2 separate regions of the Zea mays genome follow, and region 1 is linked to region 2. A link is a contact called in public Hi-C data. All regions are on one chromosome and are shown on one strand. Each heading gives the region's core, a stretch centred on a gene start, on an enhancer-like site or on the middle of the called end of the contact. The rest is flanking DNA. Distances are from core to core; before and after follow the strand shown. Region 1 holds the start of LOC100216726. Region 2 holds the start of LOC100281091 (LHY protein).

Region 1 (4,521 bases), core at 793-3,292, 300 kb after region 2:
GAAGGGATGCCAGGTATGGGTGGCATAGAGCCTCATCAACTGCAATTCCACAAAAGGAAAAGCATCAAGGTTAGTATGTTTCAAGAGATTGCACCTTCTGCTCTTAGAATGCAAGAATAGTAGTTGCATGAATATAATTATTCAGTTTCAACGATTCATTTCAGGGTCATCTCATATCATACCATATATATCAGACTGAAAAGGGCAGAATTTCAAACGATGAGGGCTACTTTGGGAACCTCAAATCCCCTTCGGGGTTAGAGGGGATTGAGGTGGAAATGAACTAATTTCCTCTCCAATCCCCTTCAACCCCGAAGAGGATTTGAGTTTCCAAACTAGCGCTCTTCGGGATTTGAGTTTCCAAACTAGCGCTGAAAGGTTCTTTCTTTCCTGTCTGGACGAGGGCAATTGAGCTAGAATTTAGCTCTACTCTGGACTATATATCCCAGCAAAATATACTGCATCCAGGCAAGCATGTCACACATTTTATATGATATCAATGCAGCAAGTTCATGCAGAGCTGCAGGATTAACAGTAATCCTCTTGCTCGGATCAAACACGAGCATCCTCTCAAGCAAATCCATGGCACCACCACTGCACATAGCGGGGAACTGCGCACGGAACTGTAATCGATCAGTGGTCTGAAGCGAAATGAAAGATAGAAACGGAGAACTGACGGCGGCACGGCATTACTGTACTACCTGGCAGTGGTCATCGGTCAGTGGCTGGTTGGATCGTAGGAGGTGGTGAAGGTCGGTGTCCATCAGCTCGTAAACAACGTAGGCGTCGTTGAAGTTCTCCCTTCTGGGTGGTCGTAAACAATGTATATACGTACGTACACACACACATGTAGCCAACATATGCAGCATACAATAATCATATAACAGCCAGTCATCACCACAAGCTTTTGATGAGATGAAAAGAACATGTAGCTATACACCCTTTTTTGTGGCCACCGCTCAGTCTCCCAAGTAAAAGAACTAGTATTCTTAGGCCATGTATGTACACGTGTACATACACCGCCTAGATTGATGAGATGAAAAGAACATGTAACTCTCTCTCTAGTTTTTTTTAAGAGCGATTGACTTAAGTTAACCATCCCAAAAAAATATTTTTAAGCTTCTTACAAAATTACTAGATAGTTGTACGTGCTTTGCTACAGTTGTTATATGTCATATAAATAGACATTAAAATATTTATTCGTATATAATTGTTGTTTATTTCTAAACTCTATAAGGTACGTGTGCTGGTGGTTAGACCTAAATTTCTGAAGCAGGGGACATGGGTTCGAGTGCTCACTCTGCACTATTTTTTGTATAGTGTGGTAGTTGTGCGGTCGGGATCGGGTGCTGGGTAGGCTCGGGTGCTGGGTAGGCGCAGTAGGGCGTTGGGGGTCCACATGGCAGTAGCTGAGAGGGCGTTGCGCGGGCGTTGGGCATGGGTCCCACAGGGCACGATGTCGAGGCGAGGTGTGTGGGACGGGAGAACCAGTCGGAACGTGTGGGGCGGGCCTAGAATTTTAGCGCTGAGGTTGAAACCGTGGTAGCACCAGCTGCCCACGTTAGATTCTTAATAGAGTAGTATAGATTTAGAAGCCATGAAAATGAGAAAAAAATTACATGTCAATAGATATGGAGGACTGACTATTACAAGATTTTGTGCTCAATTTCACACAAGTGCAGTTATGCACAAAAGGAAACGGAGGAAATTCCAACAAGCAGCCTTATGTTTGACGGTTGTCCTTCCGTCCGACTAGGGGTGGTAATGAATCGTGATCCAAATGCTTTTTCACAAAATGATAGAGTTTTAAATAATTTGCAGTTCAAAAATGAATAGAAATAGAGCACGATTCTAATCCGATTTGATACTTAAATTTTATAGTTAAATTTTATAGTGTAAAAATTAGAATTTATTGTCACCCTACGTTCAATATAAGTTTAAGTCTGTAGGGGGCATACTACCACAGGTACGCAGACCACTACTGGACTCTCATTTCCTAACTCGGCCCAGCCCATTCGCCGGTGCCCGCAGGCCGCAGCACACACACAACTTGGCGACTCGCCTCCGCCCGCGAACCGCAGCAGCGTCTCCAACTCTCCATCGATGGCGGAGGCGAACGTGGCAGCGGCGTCGCTCTTCGGCGCTGACGGCCGCCTCTGCTCAGCCGACATCCTCGCGCCGCCTGAGGTTCCGCCTCGCCCATGTCTTCGTGCGCGCCTTTCGTTGTGGTCACTGACGGGTCCTATTTCGTTGTCGATAGGTCCGGGCTAGGATCGAGGTAGCGGTGCTCAACTTCCTCGCAGCGCTAGCCTCCCCTTCCTCGCCGGCCATCTCCGTCCTCCCCCTGGTACACCAGTTGCCAAACCTCCCCCCCTCCCCCTCTCTCACACACACACATTCCTCTCTTACCGCGGTGATGGTTCTGCGCGCTTCACCCATGTGCCATGTGGATAACACAGGAATTTGGTCCCTAGCCAATTATCACGATTCGTCATCAGTTATTGCAAGCTGTATGATTTCTAGTTCAGATAACCTTGGTGAAATGTATTGCGAGCAGTATTCTGAATGATTTCTTTTTTCCATGGCAGATTAGTCGGAGCTCTGCCAACTGCAGCCTGCGCAGTGGGTTGCTGAACGACGTCTCGTCGGTTTATCTCTCATACACCTTCTGCAAGAGGTCTCTGACGCACAATCCAAAGGCGTTCGTAAGAGGTTACCACTTGTTCCTTGAGTACCCTGGGACGGAATTATCCTCGCCCATTTGTCTGGTTAAAATAGCCGTTTGTTGTGGGATAGTGTGGAAGGTCATGGAGATGTGCTACAAGATCTTGGGGGAGGGGAAGCTGGTCCAGCAACGGGAGCTGTTCTACAAGCTCCTGTCCGACTCACCCAAGTACTTCAGCTGTCAACGTCATGTCAACCAAGCCATTCAAGGTGGACAAAACCCCCACCCCAACCCATTTGATTCTTGTTTGGCTAATGTGTAGTTTGGTCGTAATCAAATTTGGTCCCCTCTTCACGTGCAGATGTTGTTTCCTTGCTCCGGTGCACAAGGCAGAGCTTAGGAGTCATGGCATCAAGCAGAGGGGCACTCATTGGGCGCCTTGTGTTGCATGTCTGCTCCATGATATCCCAGAATATATCCTGATTATGTGTTGAGGGAATACATGATAAAGTCTTGTTTATCTTTTCAGTAAGCACCTAAACTGCATGTTTCAACTACCTTAGGAACCGGACGGGGAGCAGATTGATTGCTCCATTCTTGGAGCTTCAGGGCATGCAATTACGGGGGACCTGAACCTGTTGAGCAAATTAAATTTGTCTTCGGGCTCTCGGTACATCATTGTGGTGGAGAAGGTACCGATCCTACTGCTATAATTTAGTAATGATTTATCTCTATAGTGCATCCTTATAGCTTATAAGGTCATTTGTTTCAAATAGGATGCCGTATTTCAGAGGCTGGCTGAAGACCGCCTGTATAATCAGCTCCCTTGTATTCTGATCACTGCAAAAGGATATCCTGATATTGCCACAAGGTTGTGTACCTCCATTTCAAGCATTTAGTTTTTCTTATTAGGAGTGTGCAATCAAGCTATCTAGTGCATCCAATTAAAATTCAACGGTGACTGCTATTTATATTTAACCACCCCCCCCCCCCCCACCCCCCACCCCCCCCACACACACATACACCTGAAACCTAGTACCTATTTTACATTTAACCTCTTCCATATAAAACTGTTGGATATATATTGAATGCTTTGGATTGTTTGATTGCACGCTGGCACCAAATGAGTGATTGCACGGGATATATCACCACTTATGTAATGTAACAGTGCAAGTTTGCATCCAAATTCTTTATGATAATGTTGACAATATTTGGTGATAGGTGTATTTATGCCCTACATATTTGCTGTCATGATACAGGTTCATCTTGCATCGACTGAGCCAGACATTTCCGAATATGCCGATTTTCGCATTAGTGGATTGGTTAAGCCCCTTCCTGTGCTCATCGCTATATAGTGTTATAACTGAGTGATGCCCTTTTAACAAATTTAGATAGCATTGATTTTTTTTTCCAGGAACCCAGCAGGGCTTGCTATACTGTGCACTTACAAATACGGAAGCATATCAATGGGCCTAGAGTCATACAGATATGGTACTTTGTTTGAGTGATCATCTGGCCTTTATTCTGCACATGTGGCCGAACCGAACCATGTGAATCCTGTTCTCCATTTTCAGCTTGCAACGTGAAATGGCTCGGGGTGAGAGGAGGTGATCTGCATCTTATCCCCGAGGACGCGTTTCAAGAGCTGAAGCCACGTGATCTGCAGATTGCCAAAAGCTTGATGTCGTCAAAGTTCCTGCAGGTGTGTGTATTTGGCTCTCAACGTCGTTACATAATTACTATCGTTCCCTGATGCTTTATCATATGGCCTTGTGTAAAATTCGGCTTAAGGCCCTTATATATGTCTGCAAATGATTTATGGTGGTTTTCGGCTGTAGGAGAGTCACAGAGCTGAG
Region 2 (4,615 bases), core at 1,087-3,586:
AATAACATATTACAAAGTTATATGTGATATAGTGATCAATTCAAGGGGCTCGGTGAACACATCCCCAAAAAACATACCTCTTGAGAATGACCCCTATTATATATATATATATATATATATATATATATATATATATATATATATATATATATATAAGTAAGTCTTTCATGCAATAAAGTACATACGAACTCTCATTTGTCATTCTCTGCGATCTACAGCTTGTTCGCTGCGGCTTGCTGCGGCTGCGGCTTCTACAGTATTTTTCTCTCTATGGATTGCAGCTGCAGCAGTCCAAACAGCTGCAACAGTGTCGCTTGTAGCCAGCCGAACACGCCCCTAGTTTTTTCACTGCTCTCTGCTGAGCTCGCTGGCGTCGCCGTAACCGCGAATAAAGAAAACGCCCCGCCATGTCACGTCCTACCGGGCAGATAAGCCACCAGTCCAACTCGCGGGCCCCACGGCTCCCTCGCATCCCACAAATCCAGTCGCCACGTGCACGCCCTCCGCAATCACAAAGGCCCAGCCCCGGGGCCCCACCCCCCTGGTGCGCTTTTCCGCCACAGGCTCTCAGAATCTTTACACCCGCACAAGCGCCCTTGCCGGCTCGGCCCCACCTGGCCGCTTCGTCAGCCGCACGATGTGACGGGGCGCGCATCGCCGCCGTCCAAGGCCCGCGCGACGCTGGCCACTAGTTCCCGCGCGGGGATCGGACGGTCGCGGCTCGGGAGCGCGGGCGGATCGGACGCTCCCGGTGGCGTCGCGGGGAGAGGGTGACGGTGGAACGGAGGTGGAGAAACGGCGGCCACAGGCTCGCGGCGCTCGCCGGTGCCCTGGAAAAAGCGCAAGGGGAGCCGCTAGATCGCCGCCAGTTGGCCGCCAGGTGGGCCCCGCGTGGCGGGGGCGCAGGCCAGTTCGGGCGTTTCCCAACCGCAAATTATTCATTATTGTCTGTGAGTCCTGTGACCTTTTGCGTTTTGCGGAAGGGTCCCTGCTTAAGCCTGGATTTGCACGTGGCTACCGTGGGAGGTTTTCTGGCTGTTATTTTTCGGTTCAGGTAACAGGCTTTGTAAATTAGTCTCTGCTGATTAATCTTCTCTCTATTCTATTTTCTATTTTATAAAGTAGCAGTTTACACGGTTGCCGCGCGTTACCCTTTCACTTACCGCGTTTCAAATCTCGGTTGTTGGCTCCACATTCACAATTACCTAACCAACCGAATACATATATTTTTATGTTTTACTAAAATAAAATCTACTCATGCGATACATAGAACAAAAAATAAGATAAAATTACGTACAAGTAGAGGTTCAACCTTGATTGTTATTTCCACGTTCACACCCATCTATCAACAAAACCCATATTTTTTTGTTTTATTAAAATAAAATCTTCACATGTGATATATAGGAACTATTGTAATATACATGCATCTGACTATTGTTTATGTATTCTTGAGATGAGAATGCTCCGAGAGATAGAAACATAAATATTATTAGTTAGTTGCCGTGAATCCCACAATTTCTATATATGATATATGGTTCTTCGTATAATACAAGTATACAACCCAACGTAACCTGTAGTGGTTAGAGGCAAATACTCTCTTCTTATAGACCATGCTTCCAATCAATGGACATTTTTTTTGATATTTCTCTAAGTGGGGAAGGGGACGGCACACGACAATTCTGGGGACCCTCACTACGCGCGTGGGAAGGGACAACACACACAATGGAACTTCCACTTTAAGGTGTAGTGAAGAGAAATTAATTTTCTCTATTTTATGTTAACTAGACACAAATGATACAAATCGGACAAAACCAAAAAATGAACTTATATGCTCAAACTAGTAGCTAGATAGCCATTCTCTGTAAACATGACGGGTGATCGTACATGGACCCTCAAACTCCTGCGCTATTCAGAGTGACCCTGACTATAATCCTCAAGTAAGTACCACTACACGCACTTTCCAAAAGCTGAGCAGCAGGATGAGCGTGACCAATCTTCAGCTTCAGCTCCTTCGCAAATCAAGAACCATCCATCCATTTTGTTCCGTTAGAGCGAGACACCGACGGATGCAGAAATGGTCGTCAGCCAGCAGCACCACCTTGCCCTCTGCATAAACTTAAACTATTCTCGCTCAAGGCTGCAATTCCGGGGATGCTGGAGGGCGTGCTCGCAAGATTTCTGGGGCCGGAGCGCGAGAAATCCACAAGAAAAGATAGTGGCCCAGATTTCTCGCGGCGCTCGCCGCGATCGCGACCCGCACAGGCCACAGCCTCTCTCCCCTCTGCTCCCGCGGCCCGCGCAGCGCACAGCATACAGCGCACCGAGCTGCGGCCACCGCAGCGAACAGCAAAGCACCTCCGACTCCAAGTCGCGAGAGCCTTCTCATTCGTCTTCCTCCTCTTCCACCCATCCTGCCTGCTCACTTCCGTTCCGTAGTCCAGCTAGATCCCCGGGCAACCGATCCACCGAGAAGCTTGTGGTTGTGGCGGCGGCGGAGAGGGAAGCGGGAGGTCGGAGGTAGGCGCGGATGCCACTGTTGTGCCGGCGCCGGCGGGGCCGGTGATGCCCGCTTGAGCTGGGTGGGAATCGGGCCTCGTTTTGCGCTGCCTCGTGGCGTTCCCTGTGATTACTGAGCCTCCTGACGCTCGAATGGGTGCGCGGGTTGGTGCAGGCCACCGTGCGTCGGAGGTGGACGAGGGAGCGAGGCGGCGCCAGACCGAGGTTGCGTCGGGCTCGATTTCTACTGGGCTGCTGTCTGCTGAGGTACTGCTGCTTCCCTAGCTAGAATTCACGGACCTCTGTGGCTCTGTTTTAGTCGACGCGACATGCCCGGATTACTACTTTTTTTTGCCTGCCAGAAAATTACTTTTCAGAATGTTCTCTGGTGTGCTTTTGTTATTCCAATCAGATGGCCATTCGCCTGTTTTCATTTTGTTCATCCTGGGCTACGTGTTTTCGATGCTTAATTTAGCAGTGGAATGGGTCATAATCTCTGGTCTGGTGTACAAGCTGAGAACCTGACGAGTCGTAACGCACAGTAGTTGTAAATGAGTTGTGCCGCTGCTCGCTGTGTTTCTTTTGCAGAGGACGGCGGTTGTGATTTGTTCGTCGTGGTATGTGATGGGTAACTTTACGGGGTTGAGTGTTTTCTTGGTGAGGTTATGGTTTTAGCGTTGTGCTTTAGGACGCCGAGTGGATATTTGCGTTACTATTCCTGCTGCTGAGCTATGTTGCTTTAGTTTCTGGACATGAACCTATATGTTTCTTGCAGACGTGAGTCTCTGATATTGGTTCCTGGAGGCTTATTGCTTCCCTTTGATTGGAAGAACTGGATCCTGTGAACTCTTAACTCGGCAAATTATTTGCAAAAACTTTCCTACTGGTATATGCTAGTGTTTTGAGGTCTGATTGCCTGATTTGATTAGCATGACTAGGACAATGAATAGTTTGCTTGCGAATTTTTGCAATTCATGTTTCCTTTGTCAGATTGAGCTGGATTATTTTCTGGCACGTAATCAGTCCCATATGTGCTTTCATCTCACTCTAGTCAATTTGAAATGCTTTTTATTGCGTTACTTGCAAAGTTTCCTAATAGATTTTAGTGTCATTAGGTGCAAAATAAAGAGTGATTTCCTGCTGTTCCTTTAGTGTCATTATTAGGGGCAACATGGAGAGTGATTCCTTCTACTCTTTAGAGTCATTAGGGGCAAAATGAAGAGTGGTTTTCTAGGCTCTTTTAGCCACATTAGATATCACTAGTTAGGTGTTAGTGTATTGTTACAGTTTCTATATATCACATAATCAGACCTTGTTTAAATGGGATAATTGTATAAACATGTTCCAAACCATTACACTGATTTGTGCTCTATTTGAACTGGTCGTTGTGCCTGATCTCAACACGTCTACCATGTAACCTGCATAATGCATTTCATATGTTGAGTGAGAAATCATAATTCCATTCCCCGCCCGGTCTCCTGTGAATTGGCTCGCGCGGCACCAAACCCTAGCCACCGCCACCGCTTCCTCCCCTCCCTGCCTTGTCACCAGCAGAGTAAGCAGCCGAAAGGAGACATGTACAAACGGCCTGTCCGGCCTGGCCCGGGCCCGGTGAAGCCCGACCCGCCAGGCACGATTAGAAAATTGGGTCAGACCTTCCAGGCTCTTGGGCTCAGATCTCTGCACGGGCCTGGCCCGTTGTAGGCCTAAATAGGCCAGGTCGGCCCGATAAGTACAAAAAAGCGGAACGATTAGTGGGCTAAGTGGGCTAGTAAGCACGAATAAGTACAAAAAAACCGGGCCTAGCGGGCTAGACATGTAGCGGACCGGACTGGGCCAGCCCAACGTGCTCATTTCTCTGTGACGGGCCACAAAACCGAGTGGGCTTTCGGGCTTCTTGTACATCTATAGCCGAAAGTCCCGAGCGGCTTGCGAGGATGTTGGCGGCGGGTCCTCGCGTGGCCCGACACGGTTTAGCCTGGCTATTGGAGTGAATATTCAATGGTTTAGGGCTAACCCAACAGGTTAGCTATATAGTGTTTACATGGGCCACATGGGCCAAGCCTTAACAGGCCTAACACTCTAACACCCCCCCGCAGTCTGGACGTCCGGCGCAGCG

The links. Hi-C and Micro-C count contacts between places; a contact is called where the count stands out from the background.
Region 1: a Hi-C map of ear shows a contact between it and region 2, with 1.9 times the contacts expected there. The contact joins the promoter of LOC100216726 here to the promoter of LOC100281091 in region 2. A contact is called at or near these places in 2 of 25 Hi-C or Micro-C datasets (ear and root tip).

Annotation. Positions count from the first base shown.
Region 1 is chr4:34,754,230-34,758,750 of Zm-B73-REFERENCE-NAM-5.0, forward strand. It overlaps LOC100216726, which reads left to right and starts at 2,043. Exons shown (of 10, transcript NM_001311170.1): 1 at 2,043-2,187; 2 at 2,589-2,712; 3 at 2,797-2,934; 4 at 3,027-3,115; 5 at 3,229-3,357; 6 at 3,442-3,536; 7 at 3,925-3,987; 8 at 4,080-4,156; 9 at 4,240-4,367; 10 at 4,504-4,521. The coding sequence starts at 2,104.
Region 2 is chr4:34,449,849-34,454,463 of Zm-B73-REFERENCE-NAM-5.0, forward strand. LOC100281091 (LHY protein) reads left to right here and starts at 2,337. Exons shown (of 11, transcript NM_001370710.1): 1 at 2,337-2,579; 2 at 2,672-2,763.